Linked DNA regions of Danio rerio: region 2 is linked to region 1. A link is a contact called in public Micro-C data. All regions are on one chromosome and are shown on one strand. The core of a region is the stretch at or near the end of the contact, and the rest is flanking DNA. Distances in the headings are between cores, read along the strand shown. Region 1 holds the start of LOC101885373 (potassium/sodium hyperpolarization-activated cyclic nucleotide-gated channel 2-like). Region 2 has its middle 9.0 kb from the start of zmp:0000000521.

Evidence for each region. A called contact is a pair of places that touch in the nucleus more often than the background predicts.
Region 2: a contact with region 1 is called in a Micro-C map of caudal fin, with 6 times the contacts expected there. The contact joins the enhancer-like site here to the promoter of LOC101885373 in region 1. A contact is called at or near these places in 1 of 18 Hi-C or Micro-C datasets (caudal fin) and 1 of 4 datasets of contacts at active chromatin or transcription factors (caudal fin).

What each region holds. Positions count from the first base shown.
Region 1 is chr2:58,172,810-58,180,076 of GRCz12tu, reverse strand. LOC101885373 (potassium/sodium hyperpolarization-activated cyclic nucleotide-gated channel 2-like) reads right to left here and starts at 2,574. Exons shown (of 9, transcript XM_073931626.1): 1 at 1,651-2,574. The coding sequence starts at 2,564.
Region 2 is chr2:58,470,622-58,477,888 of GRCz12tu, reverse strand. No RefSeq gene overlaps it. Among named protein-coding and RNA genes, the nearest start is that of zmp:0000000521, 9.0 kb to the left of the region's middle. Within about 2 kb of position 3,473, at least 1 of the 62 cell types and tissues checked has an H3K27ac peak or open chromatin away from gene starts, as enhancers often do. A contact at or near this core is called in caudal fin, where this site is marked.

The DNA.
Region 1 (7,267 bases), core at 1,325-3,824:
TCGTATTTGATGAAGTTTGTATACAGTGAAGCTGCTTTAAAACAGTCTGTATTGAGTACTAAGTAATGCTAAATAAAGGGAAGGATCTTAAATATTCAGTTGAAGGCAAAAATATTATTATTATTATTATTATTATTATTATTATTATTATTATTCATTCATTCATTTTCCTTCTGCTTAGTCCCTTTATTCATCAGGGGTCGCCACAGCGGAATGAACCTCTAACTTATCCAGCATATGCTTTAGACAGCGGATGCCCTTCCAGCTGCAACCCATCACTGGGAAACATACACACACATACACACCAATAGTATCTGGATGCAGCCTTTAGGATGCAAGCTAAGATTGCATCGCTCAGAGATGCAATGTCAGACACTATGCACTCAGTGGAGCTAGTGACGTCACTGTGAGGGGTAGGGTTATAGGGGTGGGGTTAGGTGAGCGCATTAAAAAGCATTGGATGCAGCTCAGATTGCATCTGCACCGAGTCTGCAGCCAGACACATACACTTTCATTCACAAACATACACTACAGACAATTTAGTTATAGAGCATGTGTTTGGAATGTGGGGGAAACCGAAGCACACAGAGGAAACCCACGCCAACACGGGGAGAACATGCAAACTCCACACTGAAATGCCAACTGGCTAAGCCAGGACTCAAACCAGCAACCTTCTTGTTGTGAGTCGACAGTGCTAACCACTGAGCCACTGTGTTGCCTAAAACAGTATATATTGAGTAGAAATAAAGCTAAATAAATAGAATATTGAATATTCAGTTGTAGACAAAATGATTGTTAAACTATTATTATTATTATTAATATTATTATCACTACAAAATATCACAAGTGCAAGGATTTTTTTTACAATAGCCTTATATTATATTATTCCTCTGGAGAATGTCTAATTTCTTTTCGTTTGGCTGGAATAAAAAAACATTAAATGTTGAAAGAGCTAAGGTCAATATTAATAGCCCCCTTAAGATATTATGACCTGATTGTCTACAGAATGAGCCACTGTTGTCCATTGACTTGCCTAATTAACCTAACTTGCAATAATTAACCCAATTAACTTAGTCAAGGCTTTAAATGGCACTGAATACTAGCATTTTACAAATCAGTTAGTAAAATATTATGTGCTGTCATCTAAAGACTAAAAAAATGGTTATTAGAAATAATCAGTTATAAAAAAAGGGTTTACCAAATTTTGTAAAGTAAATGGCTGAATTTAAGCAAACAACTAAGATTTAGTAATGTTTGATTTAATTTGTTTGTTTAAATTCAGCCCATTTAAATTGTTTGCATGCAAATAATAATAGTAAATCCAACGAAAACGTGTAGAAAACTAAAACCTCACAGTTAAAATGCACCTGGAAAATATTTTTGGTGAAAAACAAAAACTCACAGGAGGGCAAATAACACCATATCACTGGAAAATCTTTGGATTTACCACATTTTTAAGGTAAGTGGTAGTAAACCATTTAAATGGGCTGAATTTATTCAAACAAACCAAGTTGAACATTACTAAATTTAACATGTTTGTTGCTATTCAGCCCATATAAATTGTTTGCAATAAAAAAATTTAGCAAATCCAAAGGAATCATTGCACCAAAATCAAAGGCTTTCCAGACATGTCCAAAGAAAGTTTCCTACCTGAAGTCGCTGTAGGGGTGAATGATCCAGTTGCCGGCCGACTTGACGCGCTCCTGCTCCTTCTCCACCGCCTTCTGGCTCCCGTACATGCGCAGCGAGAATTTATTGACCCCGGGCTGCAACATGCTGCTGAACTGCCGCTGCATGAAGCTCGCCTGGCTGCCCCGGGTCTCGGTGTCCTCCGGGGCTCCATCCTCAGATTTGAGGAAGGTCACCGAGTTCCGGGGCTGCTGCTGCTGTCCACCGTGGATGGAGGACGAGGCTTTCCTGCTGGGCGCGTTGGAAAAGGACACTTTGGAGTCCTTCTTCTCCGGGAGCGCACCGGGGTTCGACGCGTCCTGCCCCGGCGTGATGGTGCCATCCATGCTGGTCGTTGAATTGCACGTAGCCCGCTTGCCCGAGTCCGGTTTGGACATAATGGACCGGAGGCTCCCGGTGCCGGAGTCCCGCCTGCACTCCCCGTTCTTGTTGCATTTCATGCTGGAAAGCGCTGCTGACGGATTACCGTCGACTTCGGACGCATTATAAGCCTCTACCGTCACGGTGGCCACTACGGTAGGCGCTTTGCTTCCTCCTCCGCCGCCTTTAACGGCAGCAGCATCACCCGGGCGCGCATCCGTGGATGTGCTGCTCCTATTTGCGCCTCCTCCTCCTCCTGATGCGCAGCTCTTAATCTGAATCCCGCCTCCTGCCCTCCTCAGACGCGGATGCTGAAACTTGGATTCCTCCTCCAGGTCGTCAGTCTCCTCCATGACGACGTGATTGGGTTTCGGGTTCGCATCCGAGCTGGAGTCCAGGCAACTCTTGGCGGTGCTGCTGTTGCCGGCGCAGCGGAGCCCGGGCGTGCTCTTGTGGGCCGCTTTCTTCGTCATAGCAGCCACATCCGAACCGGGCGAGAGCTCATTCCGGTCCATGTCATTCAGCGGATCAGATTTGGCCTGTAATTATCTTTGCGGGAAACCAATCAGCGGGGATGAAGGGTGAGAGAGAGATGGAGAGAGAAAGAGAGAGACCTATACGTGATTTCTTTGCCAACAAAAATGAAACTGTCATTAACTGTTTGTTCCCTAACATCAATTAAATTATAGTCAAATTATAAAATGTTGGTGTGTTGTTTTCCATATAACCACTTTCCTACAAATAATACAAACAAATGGTAAACCGGTGGTTAAATCCGCAAAAACATTAATGATTTAACTTTTTACTCTCGTACATAAATTAAATGTCAAAATATATAAACCATGGTATTTTGGCATATTGTCTTCCATATAACCACCGTTTTACTACAAACAAAACAAACAAATGGTAAAAGCATGCTTAAATCCGCAAAACAATTCTATAATTTAATATTTTGTTCCCTAACAAGGGTATTTTAGTGTATTGTCTTCCATTTAACCATCTTTTAACTACACATAAAGGATCAAACTATGCTAATGTTTGCAAAAACCATAGTTAATTTATTACCATTTAACAGTTTGTTGCCTTACATACATTTACATTTACATTTACATTTACATTTAGTCATTTAGCAGACGCTTTTATCCAAAGCGACTTACAAATGAGGACAAGGAAGCAATTTACACAACCAAGAGCAACAATGAATAAGTACTAAAGGCAAGTTTCAGGTCTGTAAAGTCTAAGAAGGGAAGTGTTAGTAGTTTTTTTTTTTTTTTTTTTTTTTTTTTTTTTTTTGTTTTTTTTTGTACAATTAGTGTGATATTCAAAGAGGCAATTGCAGCTTAGGAAGTGAAGTGGAGACTAAATAGTTGAGTTTTTAGTCGTTTCTTGAAAATAGCGAGTGACTCTGCTGTTCTGATGCAGTTAGGGAGTTCATTCCACCAACTGGGCAGATTGAGCGTGAGCGTTCGCGAAAGTGATTTTTTCCCTCTTTGGGATGGAACCACGAGGCGACGTTCATTCACAGAACGCAAGTTTCTGGAGGGCACATAGATCTGCAGAAGTGAGTGCAGATAAGAAGGTGCTAGGCCAGAAGTCACTTTGTAGGCAAACATCAGAGTTTTGAATTTGATGCGAGCAGCAACTGGCAGCCAGTGCAAACGGACTAGCAGCGGAGTGACATGTGCTCGTTTAGGTTCATTGGTACATAAATTAAATTATAGTAAAATTGTAGTAACCACAGTGTTTTGGTGTAACATCTATAACCACAATTTTACTACAAATAAGTCAGATGGTAAAACCATGCATAAATCTGCAAAAGCAATGTTATGATTTACCAATTGGTTACCATAAATTAAAATATAGTAAAATTGTAGAAACCATGGTGTTTTGGTGGATTGTCCTCCATAAAACCATTTTTTACCACAAATACAATGGTAAAACTATGCAATTTTTGGCAGCAAAAAAATTGTTTGTTACCGTATAATGTTTTGTTCCAGTACATAAGTTAAATTATAGTAAAATTGTAGTCATCATGGTGTTTTGGTGTATCATCTTCCATATAACCACACTACAAATAAAACAAACAAATATAAAAACCATGCTTACATTTACAAAATCACTTTGTTACCATTTAACAGTTTGACTAAAGTATAGTCAAAGTGCAGTAACCATGGTATTTTGGTGGATTGCCCTCCATATAACCACAGTTTTACTACAAACACAATGGTAAAACTTTGCTAATATAAGCAAAAATTATAGTTACCCTACAGCTTTTTGTTCCCTTGCATAAATTAAATTGTAGTAAAATTGTGTTAGCCATGGTATTTTGGTGGATTGTCCTCCATAACCACAGTTTTAGTACAAATAAAACAAACAAATGGTAACACCATGCTTAAATCTGCAAAACAATGTAAGGATTTAACAGTTTGTTTTCCTTACATAAATTAAATTATAGTAAAAGTGTAGTAACCACAGTATTTTTTGGTGTATTGCCTATCAAATAACCACAATTTTACAACAAATAAAGCAAAAAAATGGTAAAACCATGCTTACATTTACAGAAACAACGTTAAGATTTAACAGTTTGTTCCCTTATATAAATAAGATTATAGTAAAATTGTAGTTACAGTACCATGGTATTTTGGTGTATTTCCTTCCATATAACCACAGATTTACTACAAATGCAATGGTAAAACGATGCTCAGATATGCAAAATCATAATTAATTTGTTACCATTTAACAGTTTTTTCCCTCACATAAACAAAAATGCTAGTAAAAGTGTTGTAACCACAGTATTTTTGGTGTAATGTCTATAAAATAATCACAATTTTACTACAAATAAAGCAAACAAATGGTAAAATCATGCTTACATTTACAGAAACAACGTTAAGATTTAACAGTTTGTTCCCTTATATAAATAAGATTATAGTAAAATTGTGTTAGACATGGTATTTTGGTGGATTGCCCTCCATATATCCACAAATTTACTACAAATACAATGGTCAAACTATGCTAATATCTGCAAAAATTATAGTTACCCTACACCTTTTTGTTCCCTTACATGAATTAAATCATAGTAAAGTTGTGTTAGACATGGTATTTTGGTGGATTTCCTTCCATAACCTCAGTTTAAGTTCTAATCTAATGGTCAAACTATGCATAGATATGTAAAATCATAGTTAATTTTTTACCATTTAACTTTTCGTTCTCTTACATAAATTACATGTTAGTAAAATTGTAGTAACCACTGTGTTTTGGTGTATTGTCCTCCATATCAGCACAGTTTTTACTACAAAAAAGGTAAAACTACGCTTAGATTTTCAAAACCATAGTTCATTTGTTACTGTATACCTTTCTGTTCCCTTACATAAAGTAAGTTGAAATAAAAGTGTAGTAATCATGGCATTTTGGTGTATTATGACCACAGTTTTATTACAAAAAAATGGTAAAACTATGCTAATATTTGTAAAAACCCAAGCTAATGTATTTCTATTTAACAATTTGTTCCCTTACATAATTAAATTGTAGTAGAATTGTAGTAACCACAGTATTTCTGGTCTGTTGTCTTCCATATAACCACAGTTTTACTACAAATACAGTGGTAAAACGATGCTCAGATATGCAAATTCATAGTTGATTTGTTGCCATTTAACAGTTTGTTCCCTTACATAAATAAAAAATTGTAGTATTCAGAGTATTTTTGGTATAAGGTCTATAAAATAACCAAAATTTTACTACACACAAAACAAACAGTAAAGCCATGCTTACATTTACAGAAACAACGTTAAGATTTAACAGTTTGTTCCCTTATATAAATAAGATTATAGTAAAATTGTAGTTACCATGGTATTTTGGTGGATTACCCTCCATATAACCACAGTTTTACTACAAATACAATGGTAAAACTATGCTAATATCTGCAAAAAATTATAGCTACCCTAAACCTTTTTGTTCCCTTACATGAATTAAATTATAGTAAAATTGTGTTAGCCATGGTATTTTGGTGGATTGTCCTCCATATAACCACAGTTTTAGTTCAAATCCAATGGTCAAACTATAGATATGCAAAGTCATAGTAAACTTTTTACCATTTAACTTTTCGTTCTCTTACATAAATTACATGTTAGTAAAATTGTAGTAACCACCGTGTTTTGGTGTATTGTCCTCCATATTTGCAGTTTTTACTACAAAAAAGGTAAAACTACGCTTAGATTTTCAAAACCATAGTTCATTTGTTACTGTTTACCTTTCTGTTCCCTTACATAAAGTAAGTTGAAATAAAAGTGTAGTAATCATGGCATTTTGGTGTATTATGACCACAGTTTTATTGCGAAAAAATGGTTAAACTATGCTAATATTTGCAACATCATAGTTTATTTGTTCCCACAAAACTTTTTGTTCTCTTACATAAATTAAATTATAGTAAGATTTTAACAACCGCAGTATTTTGACATATTGTCTTCCATATCACCACAGTTTTACTACAAATAAATGGCAAAACTATGCTGATATTTGCAAAAAACATAGCTAATGTATTACCATTTAACAGTTTATTCCCTTACATAATTAAATTGTAGTAGAATTGTAGTAACCACAGTATTTCTAGTCTGTTGTCTTCCATATAACCACAGTTTTACTACAAATACAGTGGTAAAACGATGCTTTGATATGCAAATTCATAGTTAATTTGTTACCATTTAACAGTTTGTTCCCTCACATAAATAAAAATTCTAGTAAAAGTGTTGTAACCACAGTATTTTTGGTATACGGTCTATAAAATAACCCCAATTTTACTACAAATAAAGCAAACAAACAGTAAAACCATGCTTACATTTACAGAAACAACGTTAAGATTTAACAGTTTGTTCCCTTATATAAATAAGATTATAGTAAAATTGTAGTTACCATGGTATTTTGGTGGATTTTCTTCCATATAACCACAGTTTTACTACAAATACAATGGTAAAACTATGCTAATATCTGCAAAAAATTATAGCTACTCTAAACCTTTTTGTTCCCTTACATGAATTAAATTATAGTAAAATTGTGTTAGCCATGGTATTTTGGTGGATTGTCTTCCATATAACCACAGTTTTAGTTCAAATCCAATGGTCAAACTATAGATATGCAAAGTCATAGTAAACTTTTTACCATTTAACTTTTCGTTCTCTTACATAAATTACATGTTAGTAAAATTGTAGTAACCACCGTGTTTTGG
Region 2 (7,267 bases), core at 2,224-4,723, 300 kb before region 1:
TCATGATTGCAATGAAATTGATAAACCCATGGAGTGATGCGCTTTAGGCACACTATGGGCACGCTTTTTCTCAAAGTGACCTGATTGGTAGAATTTTTTTTCTTTACTCAAAAATGATTTTAGTGTATTTTAAATGTGGGTCAAAACTGGCCAAACTCACATGGCCCACTTATCAACTTTTTAAATCTGGGCCAAATACTACGTTTTTCATCTGGCCCAAATCTTGTGTGCCGCCTTAAAGACCGTGCCGCCTCTGCCAAACCCGGGCCATGTTTGGCCCACATGCTGTATGCCAGTGCCGGATGAATGCCTGCTGTGCCAGCTTTATGCCAAGTCTGGGCCAGAATTCTTTGCTACTAGGGTGGATTCTATATTGAATATAGAATAGTTATAGCAGCACTCTGGCCAGACATAATTATCATTTCTGAGGCAACAAGACTTTTTTGCTTGAATTTACAGTGCCCTGGGAAGAGTGGATGGAAGGGGCAAATGAAAGGAAACGCTCAATACCTGGAGCTAGTAGAGAAGGGGGCTGGAAGTGGAGCCAATAGAGGTGGGCTGTAGAGGGTTTGCAGGGCATTCACTCTGTAAAGTCTTCAACTAATAGGCCTAGCAGTACCAGCTAAAAAGAGAGCCATTAAGTCTGTTCGTGAAGCTGCAGAGAAAGCCACAAGATGGCTATGGATAAAGAGGGCTGATCTGTGGGTGATGGCTACTGGGACGCAAACTGGGGTCTGATCAACTTCAGCTGGGTCACCTGGGCGAGGGTGTCTCGTGTTGAAAGACCCGAAACACCCAGTGACTCCAGGATACATCACTGACGATGCATCACAGTTCATCTAGATGAGGGGTCACCAATCTCGGTCCTGGAGGGCCAGTGTACCTGCAGGGTTTAGTTTCAACTTGCATCAACACACCTGCCTGGGTGTTTTTAAGCATACCCAAGACCTTGATTAGCTTGTTCAGGTGTGTTTAATTAGAGTTGGAGCTGAAATCTGAAGAACACCAGGGGCCTCATGTATCAACGCTGCGTACGCAAAAAAACTTTGCGTACGCCAGGTTTCACGCTCAGAATGGCTCACGTTTGGATTTACTAACAATGAACTGAACGTGGGAATGTGCGCAGCTTCACGGCAGCTTTCTGGCAGGCGTACGCACATTTTTTGTGCGTGTCTGTTTTATTTCCATTGGCGACTCCTAGAGGCAGTTGTGTTAAATTCCTCTCTACAAAGTGTCTGAGCCTTGCAATGGCAGCTGTATGAGACGGGTTCATCTAGTAGGTATATAAGGTTTCCATACCATACATTTGACCAGCTAAACATTAAAGCACAATTTGCAGTGGTCTCCTGTTTTCCCAATGTAATCTGAGCGATCTACTGCACGCACATTGCTATAAAGACACTATCTGAAGATGAATTTGCATGCGTGAATCAGAAACATTTCCATTCAATAAATGTGCAAATAAAATATGATGCTTATTGATATGAACTTATTGATGATTCCTACTTGTCTTTCTCGTGATAAATAGTTGGCAAAATCTGATATGTAGCGGGGGAAAAAAGAAGAAAGAATTCATCAGACGCTGGATTCGAGCCAAGTTCATACTCGAACGTGTTAATTCATGATCACATGCGTCTTACGAGCGCACCACTGAGACTGTTAAGCGTCCTGCAACATTTTACAGATATAAACCAGACTATTTATTTTTTTAATGCACTCAGTGCGATGTTCAGACCCAACTGTGTTAACCGCATCAGCTAAACTCTCCCACTCTATTTTTTCTTTTGTTGTTAATTCCGGAGAACAAACTTGCAAATAACACCGCTTTTCTCCGGTCTACCTCCGAAAGCAGCACCTCCAATTCACATTCTGTTCAAAGTTTCTCTTCTTGCTTGCTTTTGCCGTTGCTTTTTCGTTGGGTTTTGCCATTAGCATAGTCATTAGCATATTCATACGGGGGAGGAGGCAGGGAGGGGTTTTGTGCTCGTGCATGTTGCGCTCAGTTTCACGTTCATTCAGATGTACAAAAGAATATGCGTGGGATTCGGCGTACGCAGTGTTTCATACATCTGAATTCGGCGTACGCAATGTTTTAGTTAGATTTCCACGCAAGTCTTCGTACATGAGGCCCCAGGGCTGCGTCCGAAACCGCCTACTACTCAGTAGGTACTGCATTTGAATTTAAACGTACTACTCGGCCGTTAGAAAAGTACGTTCTATACAGTATGAATGTGAAAAGTATGAATGGAATTTGGACGTACTACATCCGCCATTTTGTCATGGTCACGTGACCTACCTGGGTCAGTTGCATCGCTTCACTTCCATTCATGAATTCTCTCGCGGGTCATTATGGCATAGCGCAGCATGCATGGGATGCGCACTCCAGAATCTCGCCCGAAGTACTAAGTCATCCGGGTACTTCTCGCATACTGATTTTCGAATTCTATGAATTCGGACATACTACCTCAGTGGTGCTCAAACTGTGGTACGTGTACCACTAGTGGTACGCGGGCTTCCTTCTAGTGGTACGCGGAGGAATGAAATATGTCATGTACATGCTACATATATTTCAAAATGTATCAAAAATTATGTATATAATGTGCCATATATGACATATAGCCTATATTTCTGAGGTAATCTGCCACGTTTGTTTAACTGTGCAGAGTTGTAGCTGCTTTACTGGGCCTACTACACTACTGTATTTAAATACTGCTCATTTTTGTGGTACTTGGAGTGACAATTTTTTTTCTGAGGTGGTACTTAATGAAAAAAATTTGAGAACCACTGTACTACCTGGTTCGCACCCTGATTTTAGCGCACTATATAGTATGGAAGTATGCGGTTTTGGACGCATCCCAGCCCTCCTGCAACAAGTTTGTTGACCCCTGATCTCGATGATCTTAGACATCTATATACAACTTATGTTTTATATATAAACATGTATGTTTTAACTAATTAATTAGCATTTAATTTGCATGATATTTCAGCAAAATATATTGACAATTGGATTCTAAACATTACAAAAAGCCTCAGTTTTATTTGTGTGTGTGTGTGTGTGTGTGTGTTTGTGTGTGTGTACGTATGTGTACAGTCATTGCAGTAGTTTCTTTAAATCTATTTAAAAATGTGTCAAACATCACTCGAGACGATTTTAAAAATAAGTCAAACTTCACAGGAGAGCTAATAATCGTCTTCAACAGTGTATAAATAACACTTTCAGCATCCTAAATATGATTAAATGTAATGTGCATAAAATGAGTGCCTCATCATATGAACTGAACTAAATAAGCAGTGCCGAAGTCATTGCTTTGACTTCAAGATCTAATTTTTCCTGTTTAATTTCTGTTAACTTCAGGTTTTGGATGCTGAGCAATGAATCACTGGGATTTCAAGGATGTCTCATGTCTCTCGGCTGAGTCACACATGTTGTTTACAGGCCTTGTGCAATTTATAACTCAAAATACCCCAGACGGCGCTAACTACATTCTCATTCTGTGTTGTGTTCTTCATCCTGCTAATAAAAATCCAGTTACTAACTGACTGGATGGCTTTTTTTGGAGGTCATCTCGGCAGTCAAGATCTATCACTATCCTCCATAAAGTGACTCAGGGCCGTCGAACAAAAACAGCCGGGCGATAAAACAGTTTCCCCGAGGCGACGCTCTCATCAGCAACTACACTAAACTGCTCTCTGAGTGAGATGTGCATTTTATTGCTGCTATTTTGGTCTGTGTTTTCTTCACACTGACTTCTGCATTGCTTATGCTTACATGCGCTCATTTTATGCAGTCATAATGAATATAATCGGGTTTACAATTCTCAAAGTGGTATTTACATATAGAGACGCAATAAATTGCTCATGGTTTGGTTCGTATCGCAGTTTTAGGGCCACAAAAACAAAAAAACAGGATGATGTGATGTAATTGACATCAACCCTGCTGAAAAATCCAGCTTAAACCAGACTAGGGTGGTTGGGTGGTTTTAGCTGGTTGACCAGCCTGGTTTTAGATGGGTTTTGGCCATTTCCAGGCTGGTTTCCAGCCATTTTCACCCTGGTCCTAGCTAAATCTAGCTAAAACCAGCTTGACCAGCCTGGTTTAAGCTGGACATAGCTGGTTAGCTGGGCTCCCAGCCTGGCTAGGCTGGTCAAGCTGGTTTTAGCTAGTCATCTTCCAGCCGGACCACCTAAAATTCAAAGTGTTATTTACATATAGGGATGCAATATTTTGCTCACAGTTTGGTTCGTATCACAGTTTTAGGGCATCATTTTTCAGTATGGTTTGGCATATGATATGATTTTTACAAGCAAAAGCACAAATGAATAGAATATAGCAAAAATGCCACTAAAATTTTTTTTAGAAGGCAGTTTATGCTCAAAAACCTTCCAGCGCGGCTGAATTACAACAATTCTGCGAAGATAAGTGGGCCAAAATTCAAAGTGTTATTTATATATAGGCATGCAATGAATTGCTCATGCTTTGGTTCGTGTAACAGTTTTAGGCTAACATTTTTCAGTATGGTTTGGTATATAATATTTTCAGTAAAAACAAAAATTTGAAGTAAATTAATATAAAACAAAATCAATTTACACGCAAAAGAATACAATTAAGCAAAGATACTACAAAAAATGTGCTTTCATGTTTTTCAGGCATGGTTCAGGTAAGGTTTCTGACTGTTAAAGGGCCATGAAACCCCCTCGTTTCAGCAGGGTGTTTTCACACCTCTACTTAGGAAAAAGTCAGATAAGTGGGCGTGTCCAGCTCTGTTTAGGGGGGAGTGTCGGAGGAACTAAAGTGGGATGGTGTGGGAGTGTCTATTTGTGCACGCGCGAGTTTCAGAGTCAAAATACACACACACACAGACAGGAGAAAGTGATGGTGTTTAACCTATATGGACATCTGTAGTCGAATTATTTGCCAAATTATTAAATGTTGGACTTTAACTGCAGTTTGGCTCTTTCATTCAGGAAATTCATTCATGACAAACGACAAACGAGATATTTGATTCGAGGAACAGCTCTAAGCGTGTATTTTTCATGCAATGTTTGATACCGCACAGCGAATGAGAGAAAAAAAAAAATCTGCATTTCCCGGAAACTTAGATGTACACGGCAGGTAGCGTCAGAAAGCCGCGTGTGTTATTCCGGTCACAAAATGCGGTGCTATGTTTGCACTCAGTGCAATAGTTATTTACTTACCAAATCTGTAGAGACAGGACAATCACCAGCAACTAGAGCCGCGTCTTTATGGAGAGAATACTTCAAGCGAATCCGGATTTCAGCGTTTGTAGATGAGAACAGCTCTCAGGTAAACAATAATCCTCCTTAGACACGTAAGTTATTGTTGTCGAGCGTCGCGTACACTGTTAATCCACACGTGACTCCAGCTGAGCTCTCACAGAGAGAAAATGAAAACAAAACTTAACGGCAGGAAACTATAAAAGCAACACTTCACGCTTGTTTTGCCAACACAACGTGGCGTCTTTGTGGTGTAAACACAGTGACACTAATGAATATTAATGAAGTTGCACAATAGAGCGCGCTGATTGGTTTGAACCAAGCCTTACTCATGCATTAATGTATCACACTGTAAGACGTAATAAGACTCACTCAGGCACAGACGTCCAGTCTGCACGCTGGAATACACGCTATTATGTCATGACCGTGACGCAGCTTCAAAAATTCGTTTCAAACAGGAAGTACGAATTTGCTTGAAATAACGCAAAAACAACCAATTTACACTTTTTAGTGAAATATAGGTGTCCTCATAGTGTTTTTAGCAGTGTGGGACACATATACGACTGTCAACAGCTCAAAAAATGTGTTTTGGTGTTTCGTGACCCTTTAAAGTCTGGAAATGGAACCAAAACAATATTTTTAGTCAAATTAAGAATGTATTTTTATACCCGATTGGCTCAGAACAAACCACTGTTCTCCAAATTAACCTAACTGGAGTGGCCTAGTCAAAGTCCTGACCTGAATCCAATTAAGATGCTGCGGCATGACCATAATAAGGCGGTTCATCCTCGAAAACACTCTAATGTGGCTGAATTAAAACAATTCTGCAAAAATGTGTGGGCCAAAATGTAAAGTGTTTTTATGCTGTTATTGTTAGACTAATTAACTAGCACAGGAACCGACCAAGAAGTGTAAAATCTGACTCTAATCCATCTGAGGGATTTATCAAAAAACAAAATGGAATCCCTTTAGTGCACTCAGTGCTCCAATTCACTCACTTATTGTTTTCATTTACTCCTTTAAGTGTACTATATTAGTGCACAAATGTAGGGAATAGTGAATGAGGGTACAGGGATTTGATTTCAGAAGTCACGTCTTCTGAGCGGTCAGTCAGGTTTTGGTTTCTGTAGTTTTGTCAGTGACTGCGAGGCAGTCATTTCAGTGTTAAAACTAAATTGCATCTTCAATTTTCTGCTCAGCATTATAAATGCTCCCTTCGGCCATCAAGCACCAACTAGCCTTGATCTTACATGAAAAACATTTCCCGGAGTGAAGAATATGTTCTTCTGAATGCTATTTACAAGCCATCAACAGCTGTAATGCAGCTCGGCCACATGCTGACATGGGGAAATTCATCATAAAACATAACACTGGGTCTTTCCACTGGTGGGCATGTTAAAAAAATAGCATACTTGAGAGAATTGTTGTTGTTGTTGTTGAGAAAATATTACATTTTGCTCAATCTTTTGACATGTAAGAGCTTGTTGAACTATAAAAACCCAGTGTAGGAACTCAATACTTTAAAAACACCTTCATTAAAAACATTACACTGCAAAAAATGTTTTTCTTGCTTAGATTTGTTGTCTTGTTTCAAGTCCAAACATCTAAATATTCCTAAATCAAGAAGAATTTTCTAGACAAGCAAAACATATTGTCTTGTTTTGAGAAATAATATGCCAAAATTAAGTGAGTTTTTCCTTAAAACAAGCAAAATAATCTGCCAGTGGGGTAAGCAAAATAATCTTACGTCAAAAGAAAAAACAAGATTAATTTGCTTACCCCATTGGCAGATTATTTTGCTTGTTTTAAGGAAAAACTCACTTAATTTTGGCATATTATTTCTCAAAACAAGACAATATGTTTTGCTTGTCTAGAAAATTCTTCTTGGTTTAGGAATATTTAGATGCTTGGACTAGAAACAAGACAACAAATCTAAGCAAGAAAAGCATTTTTTGCAGTGTAGTTTACCTAAAAATGCAAATTGTGTCATTAATTACTCACAATCATGTCATTCCAAATCCCCCAGACCTTC